2 separate regions of the Gasterosteus aculeatus genome follow, and region 1 is linked to region 2. Evidence: chromatin contacts called from public Hi-C data. All regions are on one chromosome and are shown on one strand. Each heading gives the region's core, a stretch centred on a gene start, on an enhancer-like site or on the middle of the called end of the contact. The rest is flanking DNA. Distances are from core to core; before and after follow the strand shown. Region 1 holds the start of plxnb1b (plexin b1b). Region 2 overlaps plxnb1b (plexin b1b).

The links. Hi-C and Micro-C count contacts between places; a contact is called where the count stands out from the background.
Region 1: a contact with region 2 is called in a Hi-C map of skeletal muscle, with 7 times the contacts expected there. The contact joins the promoter of plxnb1b here to the enhancer-like site in region 2. A contact is called at or near these places in 2 of 6 Hi-C or Micro-C datasets (skeletal muscle and tail fin).

The regions. Positions count from the first base shown.
Region 1 is chr17:19,410,979-19,417,548 of fGasAcu3.hap1.1, reverse strand. It overlaps plxnb1b (plexin b1b), which reads left to right and starts at 3,474. Exons shown (of 38, transcript XM_078092251.1): 1 at 3,474-3,814.
Region 2 is chr17:19,356,192-19,363,728 of fGasAcu3.hap1.1, reverse strand. It overlaps plxnb1b (plexin b1b), which reads left to right. Exons shown (of 38, transcript XM_078092251.1): 21 at 1-60; 22 at 668-847; 23 at 1,002-1,150; 24 at 2,368-2,468; 25 at 2,770-2,987; 26 at 3,078-3,256; 27 at 3,333-3,399; 28 at 3,856-4,002; 29 at 4,115-4,280; 30 at 4,839-4,942; 31 at 5,044-5,128; 32 at 5,691-5,857; 33 at 6,094-6,254; 34 at 6,412-6,559; 1 more. Among protein-coding and RNA genes, the nearest start is that of LOC120834925, 7.0 kb to the right of the region's middle. Within about 2 kb of position 4,993, at least 2 of the 9 cell types and tissues checked have open chromatin away from gene starts, as enhancers often do.

The DNA of each region.
Region 1 (6,570 bases), core at 2,225-4,724, 55 kb before region 2:
CATTTGATTTCGATGTGGTGCTACAGGTTCTTAAAAATGACCTCGGGTGGTACTCAGTGATGGTTACTGAGGTCCAGGTTTGCCATCTGCTGGACATCGCGGATAGTGTCTGATAAAAGGATAGAGGCCTTATGAACACTGATATCTGGAAATATCTCACTGAACACACATGGGGAAAAAACTGAAGGTGTCCTTTTAAGCAGTGCTGGGCCTAAACAGGTATCATATGTATAGCTATGTTATCATTTTGCTTTTTTCATAAATACACAGCATCTATTTTAAATACTTTTCCCAACAGCTTATTATGTCACTGCACATCTCCCTCTGTTACTTCGCTTCCAGTGCAGCTTATTCTAAAGAGCTTCTATCACATTTAACCCCTGTGTCTCATTTCGTCATGAGGACACAAGTACACAACAACCAGCTCACGTTAACTGCCCGGGTTTAGAGATTGTTACTGCGGGGATTATCGCGTGTCTCCCGGCTTTGGTGTGCACCACCAGATTTGCTGAATCTTGATATCTTGCATGTCACGTTTTGGGGATCAGAATCACATTACCAACGATCTATTATGAAAGAATTTGCCTTTATACGGGATAAGAGTTACATTTGTGTCCGACTTTATCCCAACTTTCTTTGACAACACAAACACGTGGTCAATAATGTCACGAGTAACGTATAAACTTATTTTACACATCAGAGCAATCACAGAGGTTCCTCGTTATCCTACAGAAAATAAATTGTCCAGATAGACAAAGTAGTTCCTGAGTACTTTTTATCTTGGCTATTCAATTTCCTGAGCAGAGGCCCAAAAATGCTAAGATATGCTGTAACAAACGTACAGTTAAATTCACAGTTATTAACTGGCAGCTGGTGAAAAGTAACTAACTGCAAAATGAATCACAGTATACTACTGTGAAAAGAATCACAGTAATTAACTGTCAAATTAATACACAATAAATTACCGTGAGATGGTTTTGCAGTAGCTTACTGCTCACAAACACAGTAAATAACCGAATCTCACAGTGTAAGAAAATGTTTTAACTTCATGCTTATTGTTTAATACTTAAAGAATCCACTTTCCAGGGAGGAGCATCTCATCTCAGACAACCCTGATAACGTGCACACAATATTGTGCAGTAAGGCCTGTCTCAATAGCGTGCATTGGGCCTGTCTCAGTGGGGTCCTAATAGGGTCACTAGGGGTCATCACATCAGTGGGCACTACAGGCGCCGTCGTGATATCGCTCCCTAGGCCTCATCTGAGTACGCTGGGGATAGTAGGGTACAGAAAGGCCCGTCTTAGCGTGCACTACTACTACTACTGAAATTGGCTGCATATCCACCGTTTCTAAAATAAAGTCTTGTTAATATTATTGCACCTTCTACAGAACTTTTCCTAAATGCATTAATCTTCATGCATGGAAGAAAAAGTTAAATATGTTTTGAAGGGTGAGTGTTTATTCCCATCAGTTATGTGTCGAAGACCATGAGACTGGAGAGTCTGTCCCCGTTTGGGTACGTGAGAATGAACGTCCGCTTCACTCCGACCCACACCTCCCCCCAGCCTCCCATCCGCCCCCTCGCCCCCTCGCCCCCGGCCCAGCTCCTCCCTCCTCTTTACAGACAAGTTACTTCTTAGAGTGGATGAACTTGGGGGGGGGGGATGAATGGCCCAGTGTTTTTCACGGGGACAGGCAGGCCCATTCACACTCAGCTTTTCCACATTTCAAACTCACTTCTTTGTCAGCGTGCTGTGAATACAGACCTGTGCTGGGAAACGTACGCAACCGAACTGCCGGTCGCACAGACTGAGGGGTCCCTACGGGATCCTGGCTGTGATGGTATCATCAAATTCCAAATAAATTACATACAGTGTTTTGTATTTAGATGCATATTTCAGTGGTGCTTTTGTTATGCTCTGAATAGTCCCCAACATGTTGTATTAATAGCATGTGTTTGTGTTGTTTGTGTGCTGGCGTAATTCCTTCTCTGGAGCTAATCGGCCAGTCGAACACAGCGTCTACCGCTTCTTGTTACTTTGGTTTTCTGACATTCTGTGTCCACCCTCTTACACGCACGTGACACTTTCCTCTCGTAGCACCTGCGGCTACTGTCATTATTATTTTATTTTGTATTATCATTACTGCTATTCATATGTTTTTGAACTCAGTGCTGCTGTACTCTTTTTATTAGCAGTAGCAGTCATGGTCATACTGCTATCAGTTATGCTATTATCTTGACCATCATTTCATCAAATTCACCAACACTAATACTAATGTTTGTCATTAGTCTAATGTTTATTTGCGTGTTACTGTTGTTGCTGAGCATCCGTGTGTCTCCCTCCCCCTTTCTCTTTCTCAGAAATCCAAAAGAATCCAGAGTTTTGTACAATCCAGAATACATTGTAACTCGTTTTATGACATGAAGCTTAATTTACTTAAATATTACTTAATATTTTCTTTATTAAGATATATGACGGTATGTTTTTCAGTTTATCTATGATATATTTCTGCTGAAACATTAGAGAAATTGTTTTATAATATCTGATAACAATGTTTACTGACAAGAATTTATAAAAAATATCATAACATTGATGCTACTGTATTGTAAAAGCAGCAGATAAGACTCCAGTGTTGCTGTCTTGCCTTTGAACTGCATGTGTGTGTGTGTGTGTGTGTGTGTGTGTGTGTGTGTGTGTGTGTTGCTTATCTCGCCCCATTCCTCAATACGGGAGAATCAGGACATTGGAGATGAAAGGCTTCTTTTCACAGTTTTCAAGTGTGTGGTTTTATTATCTCTGTGTGGCCTCCATTGATATGCATCAGAAGTCTCCGACCGGGGACATGTCCTCTGTAAATGGAGGAGTGCTGGAGGAGGACTGGGCCCCGGATAACGTCGCGGAGCACAAGGGAATATGTGCAGCTTCAGTTCCGATCACTGCGCGTTATTACTGCAGAGGAATGGAGACGGCTTGTCAGCAGGTAGGAGCGTGGTTTACCGCGTGGGGTCAACCAGCAGGGGGGGACGCGCGTCCCCGCTCGGCCAGCAGGAGTCTGTAGCGCGCAGCTTTCAGCCCAGCAGCGAACGCTGCCTTCGCGTGCTGCGGGAAATATTGGAAGCACACGCTGACCACACCACGGTAGACGTCTAAATATGACGTGATGTCAGTAAATGCTACTGGTTACCCGACCAGAAAATAACACATATGTTGTATTTAAGTGATGCGAGGGCGAAGACGCCGATGAGCTGCGAAATAACGTCTCGTTTCTTTCTGAAAGTCGGTACATTGCAAGAACGCGATTTCCCCTCCAAACCTGTGCAACGTTTTCTAACTTGCTTCACTCGGTGCCTGTTTTTTTGTCAGCAAGTAAAGTCCTCGTTGTTGTATTAAAGAAAATATCGTTTTTGATTCAAGGCGCACTACCTGAAGTTAGACTGTTTCTTCTCATTGAACAGTTGTTAACTCTCTAGCTTGGAGTCGGAAAATCCGAGGAGCACTTGAAGGCAGCACGTTAAACCTTCTCTTTCGCCAAACCTCCCGGAGAGCTGAACCAAACGTTCCCTCACCCTCCACTCAGGGCTCCGTGTGGGGGAGGAACGTGCCGAGGGACACCAGGCGCAGGACAGACACGCAACACAGCGGTGCTCTCTCCTCTGCTGGACGTGCTGTTTGCTTCCGTCTCCCCGAGGCGCGCGCTGTGTGAACCGGAGAAAGTTTGATGTCCTGCGTGGACGGAGCCGCGGTGGATTTGGGAGACTGAATGAACGCGGTCCGCTCGGCTGAGACGACGCGGAGGACCGAGCGGGACCAGGTGAGTGGAGAGGGGACCGGCAGGCGGAACTTACCGGGTGTTTCTTTTTTTTCGCCCTGTGGGAATCACAAACACTCGTTTCCCTCTGAAGAGCGAAGCGTGTTTCGCGCGAGCACAAAGTATCAATGAAGCCGCCGCGTCGCCCGGTAACCGCGTGCACGCGCGAACTTATTCTCCTGTCATGTTTAGTTCGTTAGTTCACGTTCTTCAGCGTTACAGTTCGCTGAATTTACTCACTGCACTTGTTCACCGGCGGCCAGCGGCCAACAGCGGGCCTGATGCGCAGTGGGGGGCCGTCATTTAACGGCCTATTTAAAACCAAGCGGGCCCAGCATGGTGTCCACCACAGAGACGTGGAGTCCACCACAGAGACGTGGAGTCCACCACAGAGACGTGGAGTCCACCACAGAGACGTGGAGTCCACCACAGAGACGTGGAGTCCACCACAGAGACGTGGAGTCCACCACAGAGACGTGGTGTCCATTACAGAGACGTGGTGGTCTTCGTGGAGACATGAGGTCCATCACGGAGACCTGATGTTCTTCGTGGAGACCTGATGTTTTTCATGGAGACCTGATGTTTTTCATGGAGATCTTATGTCCATCACAGAGACATGATGTTCTTCGTGGAGACATGGTGTCCATTACAGAGACATGATGTCCATCACAGAGACATGATGTTCTTCGTGGAGACATGGTGTCCATCACAGAGACATGATGTTCTTCGTGGAGACATGGTGTCCATCGTGGAGACATGATGTTCTTCGTGGAGACATGGTGTCCATCGTGGAGACATGGTGTCCATCATGGAGACATGGTGTTCTTCGTGGAGACATGGTGTCCATCATGGAGACATGATGTTCTTCGTGGAGACATGGTGTCCATGACGGAGACATGATGTTCTTCGTGGAGACATGGTGTCCATGACGGAGACATGATGTTCTTCGTGGAGACATGGTGTCCATGACGGAGACATGATGTTCTTCGTGGAGACATGGTGTCCATGACGGAGACATGATGGGCTCTGTCGGGGAGGGAGCAGTGTTTGGTTAACAGCTCAGCCAACGTTATCTGACTTTTGTCCACAGAAGTCGTCCCGATGGAGCGGCGTCCTTGCAGCAGGACTTGAGTGATAACGGGGGACTTAATGACGTCACAACAGGCGCTTTCTCTGCATGTCTCTTGGTTACACGTGTCGTAGTTGGCGCCCCGTCACGGGACGGCCAGTGAGAGCGACGTGTTTTTTGTGTTTGTGTCTCACGGGGGGACGGTCTCCTCTCGCAGTTTGGTGCCGTCTCAACGCAGCCATCTGCTGCTGTGGCGTAAGCTGGGGAGTGAGACGGCCTCCCGCAGATGATGAAAAGGATGCTCGTTTATTTCAGATTGGTGGCGTTACGGCGCCCAGGCTTCGCGCCGGTCGCGTCTTGGGCCGTCTCACATATTCTTCCCTTCAAGCAGAAGACTTTAAAAGTCAACAACGGCCGTTGTCATTTTTCACCGTTGAGCTCAAAGCGATTCATATCAGTTCACCAAGCGCCATCAGCGTTGAGCCTCGCCGACGTGTTTGGCGCTAAAGTCCTTCTCCAATAAATACCCCCCCCCCCCCCCTCACTGGTTACTGCCACAGTCAATGTGCTAAAGGTCAAAAGGTGAAGGGGGGGTTGGGTGTGAAATGCTTGTGTTTTCTCTGGCGGGCAGCTGGAGGGACTGCAGGAAGCACGCCGTGTCAAACCTTTCACCTCCCCCTCCCCCTCCCTCCCTCCCTCCCCCAAAACCAAGCAAACACCCTCCATTCAAATGCAGTGATGGAAACATGAGGCGAGAGCGAGGACGACGGGCTGTCCGCGTCATTTGTGCTGTTATTGTGGTGATGGAGCGGCGGCGAGACGTCGAGGACGCGTCGAAGCCTCCGGTGACATGTGATGGTCTCTGGTTGAGTACGTGTGAACGTCGTCGCGGGCGTGACGGAGAGAAGGTGTCGCTCGTGATCCGACCCAGTTGGAAACGTGTGTGTGAAGCTGGACCGACGTGGTTCAGATGGCGAGATAACCGTTGCATCTTTTCATTGTTATTAAAGTTTCATTAGGACGAGCCAGTGACCAAAATGCAATGGGGGGGGGGAATGAGGGCTTGGGGGTTTCAGAAAGCCCCCCTCCTGAGTTCTGGGGCGGCCCAGCTGTGGGTGGAGGGAATGCTGATGAAGCAGAGGGGCAGCTTAGCCCCCTTCCTCCATAATAAACATATCTCTGATAGTTAAGACCCGTTGATCCTCTTGAAGAGTCACAGCATCGGTTTCTTTCTCACTGTTCATCAAACAGCGTCTGAACCTGAAGGGTACGCGGCGCCCAGGTGTGCCCAGGTGTGCCCAGGTGCGGCTCGTCTCCCAACCCCCCCCCTTTGTCCCCCTCGGCTCAGCGGTGGCGTTTGGTGCATTCGTCCAGTGGGTCGCGGATCCCAACGTTCGCAAGGGCCTTTAACCGTCAGGTGATCCACACGTCGTTATTTATTTTAGCGGATCGCCTGCACAGAGAATGCAGAGATTACGAAGTGAATTCTCTTTTCCTCGAGCGCGATTTAGTTTTTTTGGGAGCTTTTGCACTAAGAAGGAAAACATTGACTAATCACGTTGTGCAGAACGGGTGTAGTTACGCTTTGTTTAAAACAACAAGAGGCTCACAGTCTTAACCAAGAGGCAAACAATACTCCACATAGACAAAGCCCAGGGGCATTAGATGCACTCCCTCCATTCTAACGTTT
Region 2 (7,537 bases), core at 3,744-6,243:
AACCAGCAGGACCCGCTGAAGGCCTACCGCTACAACCCGGGCAGCTTCATCCAGCTGGAGGTCAGAGCGCAGGCTGTGATTGGCAGCAGAGCTTTTACACGCGCAGCAGATTTAGTTTTCCGGGTCGCGTTGTTGTTGTCGGTACTGAAGTCGCAGAGACGACCTTTTGGCTTCCTTCAGAGCAGCTAGCCGCCCGCCTACAGCCCCGAGCCAGAAACAACCATCTGAGTAAGAAAACCAGATCCAAATAGCAGTTTGTCCACCAGCTGTCCTTCGCTGCACCCGCTGAGGCTTCTGGGAGCGATTGTGTTGACTCGCGGTTAGAGCTTCTTTCCTTCCACAGAAGGAGCGAGCTGCCGTTGACAGTGTGGGAGGTTCTCTTGGTGCATCCTGTTATTATGGTATCGCCTTGATGCGTAAAGGTGTAATTAAACATCTGTCCTCTCCCTCTGTGCTGTCAATGCGGCCTTCAAGAGTTAAATTTATGTCTGAATGACGAGAGGGACAAAAGCCGTTTGTCTGTCTGAAAAAACAAGTTAACAAGTGCTTGAATGCTCTGCTGCTTTATCGCGGCCTCCTCACTACAGTATTGAGGCTCAGCCGTGTAATAAAGTAGCTTATTAAAGTAAGTGCAGGTGGAAATAAAAGCTGAATTGTGTGTGCTCAGGGGGAAGACCTGGACCTGGCCATCACGAAGGACGAGGTGGTGGTGCTGGTCGGCGAGGGCGTCTGTGCCGTAAAGACCCTGACCAGAAACCATCTGTACTGCGAGCCGCCCCCCCAGCAGCCGCCACCAGCCCCCAACGGCAAGAGGCGCGAGGGCTCCGACAACCTGCCTGAATTCACAGTGAGTCTTTGCTGATTACGTCGTGGGAATATTTGAACGCAGAGTTAGTGGTGGCATTTCAAAAAAGTCATGTCATGTAAATGTGATTTAAAGACATTTAATGTCATTCGGGCTCTTCGGGCCATTTGCTTAACGGACTGTGTGTGTGTTTCAGGTCCAAATGGGCAACCTGAACTTCTCCCTGGGGAAGGTTCAGTATGACAGCCTCAGCCTGTCCACCTTCCCCCTGGAGGCTCAGATCGGAGTCGGGGTCGGGGCGTCCATAGTAGCCCTCATCGTCCTCATCATCGTGCTCATTTACAGGTCGGTGTGTTTCTGTGTGTGTGTGTGAAAAAGAAGTGATACACAAGTTGACCTGTTAGTGACAACAATATCATGGCAGCTTGTCGGGAAGGAAGCCCGGTGATGCTGTGTGACTGCCGTTATATTCACTGTCCTCTCGCCTTGAGCTATGGGAATAGAAATGGGTGCTGTAATACTCACGAGTCTCCCTTTAAGGACCACCTCATGATCCTCACATGCACTTCAACTTTTGCATTTTTGCCCTTTCTAAAAAGGGTGTATTTAGATATATTACCGCACACTGGGGTCCCCAAACAGGCTTGAGTTGCTTAATTTGAGTTTGAATGGAACGCTGAGCCTCCCATGAATCCGATGAGCACGGCTGTAATGATTGTTATAGTGAGTCCTCACAGTTCCATTGTAGAGAGACCACTTGAAACGTCGCGGTACAAAGCGGCCTGTTGGGACGTCACTGCCTGCTTGATAATCAGGGGCTTTCTGAGAATGTTCCACACCACAAGTAATCGCTATCACTTGGTCTTGGTGCCCTAATGTGTTCACCCTTTTTATCACTTTGCTAGGAGTTCAAATCGGTTACATTTGTGTGACAAAAGACATAAGTGTGCATGAAATTCTATGTTTGTGATTTGAGACGCGGCTGCTTTCATTGATGTGTCTTCTACTGTCCACCACCCCGCTGACAGACCGGGGACGTCTCAATGCGTTATATATATGACCTCTATGCGACCTCTGGTAGAGCTAAAGATCAATGTGTGATAGTGAGAACTAATTAGGGCTTGTTACTAAGCATCAATACTTCTCTGTCTGACTCATTCCATGAGCATCATGCCCTTTAAACATGGAGTGCAACTCAAAAGTGAAGCACCGGCCTCTCCGATCATCTTTAATGCCAAAAACAACATTTGGTAAAAGGAGAAACACTGGCCAGAGCAGATGGGGATTAACAGTATAATACTTCTAGGAAGTGGTCAGCAGTGTTGCCCCGCTCCATAAGAATTGTCCCGCTCATTGAATCCACGGTAACGTTATACTTCCTGCATCTCCCAGAGCATTATGGGAACAGTGGGATCAGACTAGTCCCCTGATCCTTGCTGCTGGGCGTTTGTTGGGTCAAATTACTCGAGTCGACACTCACTGGATTCCCACTAATCCGGTGTGAAAGTGGTATTGTCCTGTGTTCACTCTCCCTGCCCCCCCCCTTCCCTCCCCCCCATCAGGAGAAAGAGTAAGCAGGCTCTGCGAGACTACAAGAAGGTGCAGATCCAGCTGGAGAACCTGGAAACCAGCGTGAGAGACCGCTGCAAGAAAGAGTTCACAGGTAGAAGGACCTGCTCCGAGGTTTGGGGCGGGGGGGGCGCAGACAACGTTTGTTCAGTTCTTAAAGGCCAACAGATTTTGTTTTCACACTCGCTGCATTTATCCCATTACATCACGGCTGCTGGATGAAACGCTCCCCTCATCACACGCGGCTTATGGTCCAGGAGTTAAGCTTAGCCAGTCAGGGTCAATATTGACCATCTCAGACCTCCCAGCACACACTTTGGATCCGACACGTGTCCGAGGTTGAAGACAAAAGGGCGCGTAGCAACACCTCTTGATCGTTCACCCGTCCCCCTCAGATTTGATGACTGAGATGATGGACATGTCCAGCGACCTGGTGGGCTCCGGCATCCCTTTCCTCGACTACCGGAGGTACGCCGAGCGGATCTTCTTCCCCGGCCACCGGGAGTCTCCGCTGAGGCGAGACCTGGACGTCCAGGAGTGTCGGCGGCAGACGGTGGAGCAGGGCCTGGTGCAGCTGTCCAACCTGCTCAACAGCAAGCTCTTCCTCACCAAGGTATGTGTCCCCCCCCCCCCCCCCCCCCGGCCGGCGTGGTGAGGCCGCAGGACGCGGGGATAACGCGCCGCTCTCCTCTTCGCTCTTCAGTTCATTCACACTCTGGAGAGCCAGCGGACCTTCTCGCCCAGGGACCGGGCCTACGTGGCCTCCCTGCTGACGGTGTCGCTGCACGGTAAACTGGAGTACTTCACAGACATCCTCAAAACCCTCCTCAACGACCTGGTGGAGCAGTACGTGGCCAAGAACCCCAAGCTGATGCTGCGACGGTAGGAAGACGAGGTCGTGGGTAAACGGTGTTCAGGTGGCCGGCAGGGATTCAAACCGTGTGTTCGTCCCCTGTAGGACGGAGACGGTGGTGGAGAAGCTGCTGACCAACTGGATGTCCATCTGCCTCTACGCTTTCCTCAGGGTGAGGCGCAATGACCTCTTAGTTCCAGCGTTGACCAGGTGTATTTTATTAGCAAACAAGGGATGAACACCTGCTTCAGTAGCAGCCTCACCGGCTCTGTTGGTCTGGTCTGTTTGGCCCTCGTCTCCTGCAGGTTTAGTCCATCAGTTCAAAGGGCTTTGTTATTGGTAATGGGAATTATATAAGGTGATCCAGGGGAATCGCTTGTATACGTTCATGTTTGCAGGATTACTGTGTTCGCAATATTTAAAAAGTGATGTGATGTATCCTCATCATTCATTTTCCGGTGCAGCGGATTAATGTGCAGTCCAAAGTACTGACATCTGTTTAGTGCCAGGGAATATTTAAATGCAGAGTTAATGGTGTTATTCATAAGAAAAAAGAACGTCCTTGTCATTTCAGGACATGATCTCCTGCAGAGAGGCCATTGCTGATGATTGCTGTGTTTGTGCGTAGGACTCAGCGGGGGAGTCTCTCTACATGCTGTTCAGGGCCATAAAGCACCAGGTAGATAAAGGGCCGGTGGACGCTGTGACCGGCAAGGCCAAGTACACGCTTAACGACAACCGCCTGCTGCGAGAGGACGTGGAGTACAAGACCCTGGTGAGGAGCACTCCGATCTGGTTTAAGAGTCCCACACATCCAGCACCACCTTTCCGGGAACTTTGTCCCCCGTTCATCCTCTCACCCCGTCTTTTCCGCTCTTCTCCCGCAGACACTGAATGTTTTGGTGCAGGGCGGCGGAGTGAACGAGAGCCAGCCGCTGCCCGCCAAAGTGCTGGACTGTGACACAATCACACAGGTGAAAGAGAAGCTGCTGGATCAGGTGTACAAGGGCACCTCCTTCTCCCACCGGCCCCACGGCGACTCGCTGGACCTGGGTGAGAGGCCGCGCGCACCGCGTCACACAGCGGCGTGTGGGATCTAGTGGCATCTGGTGGTGACGTTGTAGATTGCAGCCAGCTGAATACTGGCGTCCACCAACGCCTCCCTTTAGTAGCGCGTAGACAGTGTGGTCTTCGGGTAACGTCCAAACCTGTCCAGGTTCAGGTGATCAACAAAGAAATAAAAATGATTACTTTATTTCATTCCTGCTATTACATGCTACTAAATCCTAGACTGGCCGTTCATTTCCATTTCTGAATGTTTTTCACTGGTGAGATACATTTTGAATCGTTCACTTGCTTTCAAGGGCTTTTCTCGTTGAGCTGTGGTGCCCCCTACTGCCCCGGCCAAGTTAATGCAAGGACAGTCGGTTAATAACAGAACCCAAACTGACCCAAACCCCAGCAGGAATAGCTACTGGAGAAGAATCTGTATGTGTGTTCGCACAAGTTCCATCGTAAATGTTCCACATTTAGTTAATCAGGTAACCATCACATCCAAACACCGTGAAGGATTCACACACTCTGACCTTCTGGCTGCTGTGTGTCCTTCAGAGTGGCGCTCGGGTGTTGCTGGTCACCTCATCTTGTCCGACGAGGACTTGACCTCGGTGGTTCAGGGCAATTGGAAACGCCTGAACACGCTGCAGCACTACAAGGTCAGAGGTCACCCTTCACTGCACCATGGCTCTTTTAAACGTGTAAGGCGGCTTCGTGGTCCATGAGGTAACACAACCGTACGCTTTGTGTTGATCACCAGGTCCCAGACGGTGCGACAGTGGCGCTGGTGCCTCGCCACACCAAACACATTCACCACGACAACCACGACTACGTCGCCGGAGAGAGTGAGTTTGCACGGGAACAGCGTTGTGGTGAAACGGGAGGCCTCTGCGCGTCCAGCCTGTAGGGGGTGGCGGTTAGTAGACGACCGTCCCGACGCGGCGTTGGGTCGTTCCATCCAGCCTGTACGGGCCCACCGGATGTCGCAGAATGATTCACTTTCTTTCAATAATTCGGATGTCTACATACATTTGCGATACATATTATCCTATTAATAATTACAGGGACGAGTAAGAACAGCTGTTTGAGGCTTCCTGCTCTGTCCTCGACCAGCCTTTAGTTATGATGTATACAGACACACCTCTGCCTAAATAAGGGGCCGCACAGGAGTAAGAAAGCATTAGGGGCCACGCCCACCTCTCTTAGTTTGCGTATTGAACACGCCTCACTCGTGTAGACTCTGGCGTTACAGCTGGATCCTCTTCCACGGGCGATAAAAGGTTCTTGTGTTGTTCTCACTTTAAATCAATAAACATCGAAACCCAACAAGTGGGCTGCCGTTGTATATCGACGGGGAGGTCAGAGCCCCACTAGTCAGTGATCTGTTTGGTACGGCGTTCTGTGCAGAGACCCCGATGCTGGAGGACGCAGATGAGGGGGGGGTGAGGCTGTGGCATCTGGTGAAGGCCGGCGAGGAGCCCGAGCTGCCCAAACACCGGCGAGGCAGCCTGAGGGAGAGAGAGAGGGCCAAGGCCATTCCTGAGATCTACCTGACCCGCCTGCTGTCCATGAAGGTACGCGCACACACACACAGTCACACACACACACACACAGTCCTGTTTGTTTGGCCCTTCCCTCTCTCGCTCTATGTTCTCACACAGCTAACATGTGTGCGTTGTTTAAACACGCCTGTTGTCTTGTATATAAAGGGATGCCGCCCACAGTAACACATGGCGCCACTCCTCCGCCCTGCAATGTGCACATCGCTGAGCGCTGAATCCTTTCCGCTGTCCTCCTCTTGCTTCTTCAGGGGACGCTGCAGAAGTTTGTAGACGATCTGTTCACGGTGATCCTCAGCACCAGTCGTCCCGTCCCGCTGGCCGTCAAATACTTCTTCGACCTGCTGGACGACCAGGCAGCCAAACACGGCATCTCCGACCCGGAGACTATACACATCTGGAAAACCAACAGGTACGGCATGGACACGCGGAGAGATGAGGGGGACGTATTCCAGCAACGGGAGGGCTTCAGAGGGATGTTGGACGGGCTTTTACCTGCTGATCAGTTCATGTTTGAAATGAGTGATGTTTGATGTCTCTAACGTATCCTCTGCCCCCCCCCCCTCCAGCCTCCCACTGCGCTTCTGGATCAACATAGTGAAGAACCCTCAGTTCATCTTCGACGTGCAGGCGTCGGACCACGTGGACGCCGTGCTGACTGTCATCTCCCAGACCTTCATGGACTCCTGCACCATCGCTGAGCACAAGCTGGGCCGGGTGAGGCGCGACTCCACATACACACATGATGGAGGACGAGTACGAGACGTTGAGGCTGTTTGTTGACTCGGGCCTCTTGTCTCTCTGACCAGGACTCTCCCATCAACAAGCTGCTGTACGCCCGAGACATCCCCCGCTACAAGCAGATGGTGGAGAGGTGGGTCCGGGTGGTCCGGGTGGAGTTCAAGCTAAAACCGCTCCTTTAAGAATGGACCCTGCACATCGGACACAAAGCATCATCGATGCTCTAGTATACGTTCCATTAAGTTGCATTTCTTTTGAAGCAGTTTGGTTACATATAGATCGGTAGCACTTATGCATTTATAATGCATTAATCAATAATACTCCGTACCGCCATGTTTAAAACATTAAACACACGTATAACACACTATAAAGCATATTTGGATGACGAGCTCAGGTATCATAATACTTCATTATACTATAATATCCTATAGTGGTAATACATTTCAATCGTAATGCATTTACTTTAAGTAAAGCAAAATATGTTGATTTGCGATTAATTACAAAATGTAATAAATTGTTGAAAAGTAGTGCATAAAATCTCAACTAGAATCTATAAAACCCACAGCTATTTCATACTGCCTGGGTATTACTATTTTCTCTATTTTGTTCTAGAAAAACAAGTTCCATTATAACAGGCACCTTCTTAGCGACAGGAGCATTTAGTGTTTTCCCAACATATCATATTGGGGGGGGGCTCCCACCTCCATGAAAGCAGTAGATCTCATTTAAGGTACTTTTACGACGGAACAGGTCTATATACCTCCTTATTTTATTAAACAACGTGAACAATAATCCATTACAATGTTACAAGAGGGACGATACTGTAAAAACGTACCGGGGAGAGAACTTGGAAATAAGTGTTGTGCTACTTGTACGTATCAGTCAGCACATGTTTTGCTGTGGCGTTGATCCTATTGAGCCGTGCATGTGGATTTGATGGTTTCCGGCCCTGGT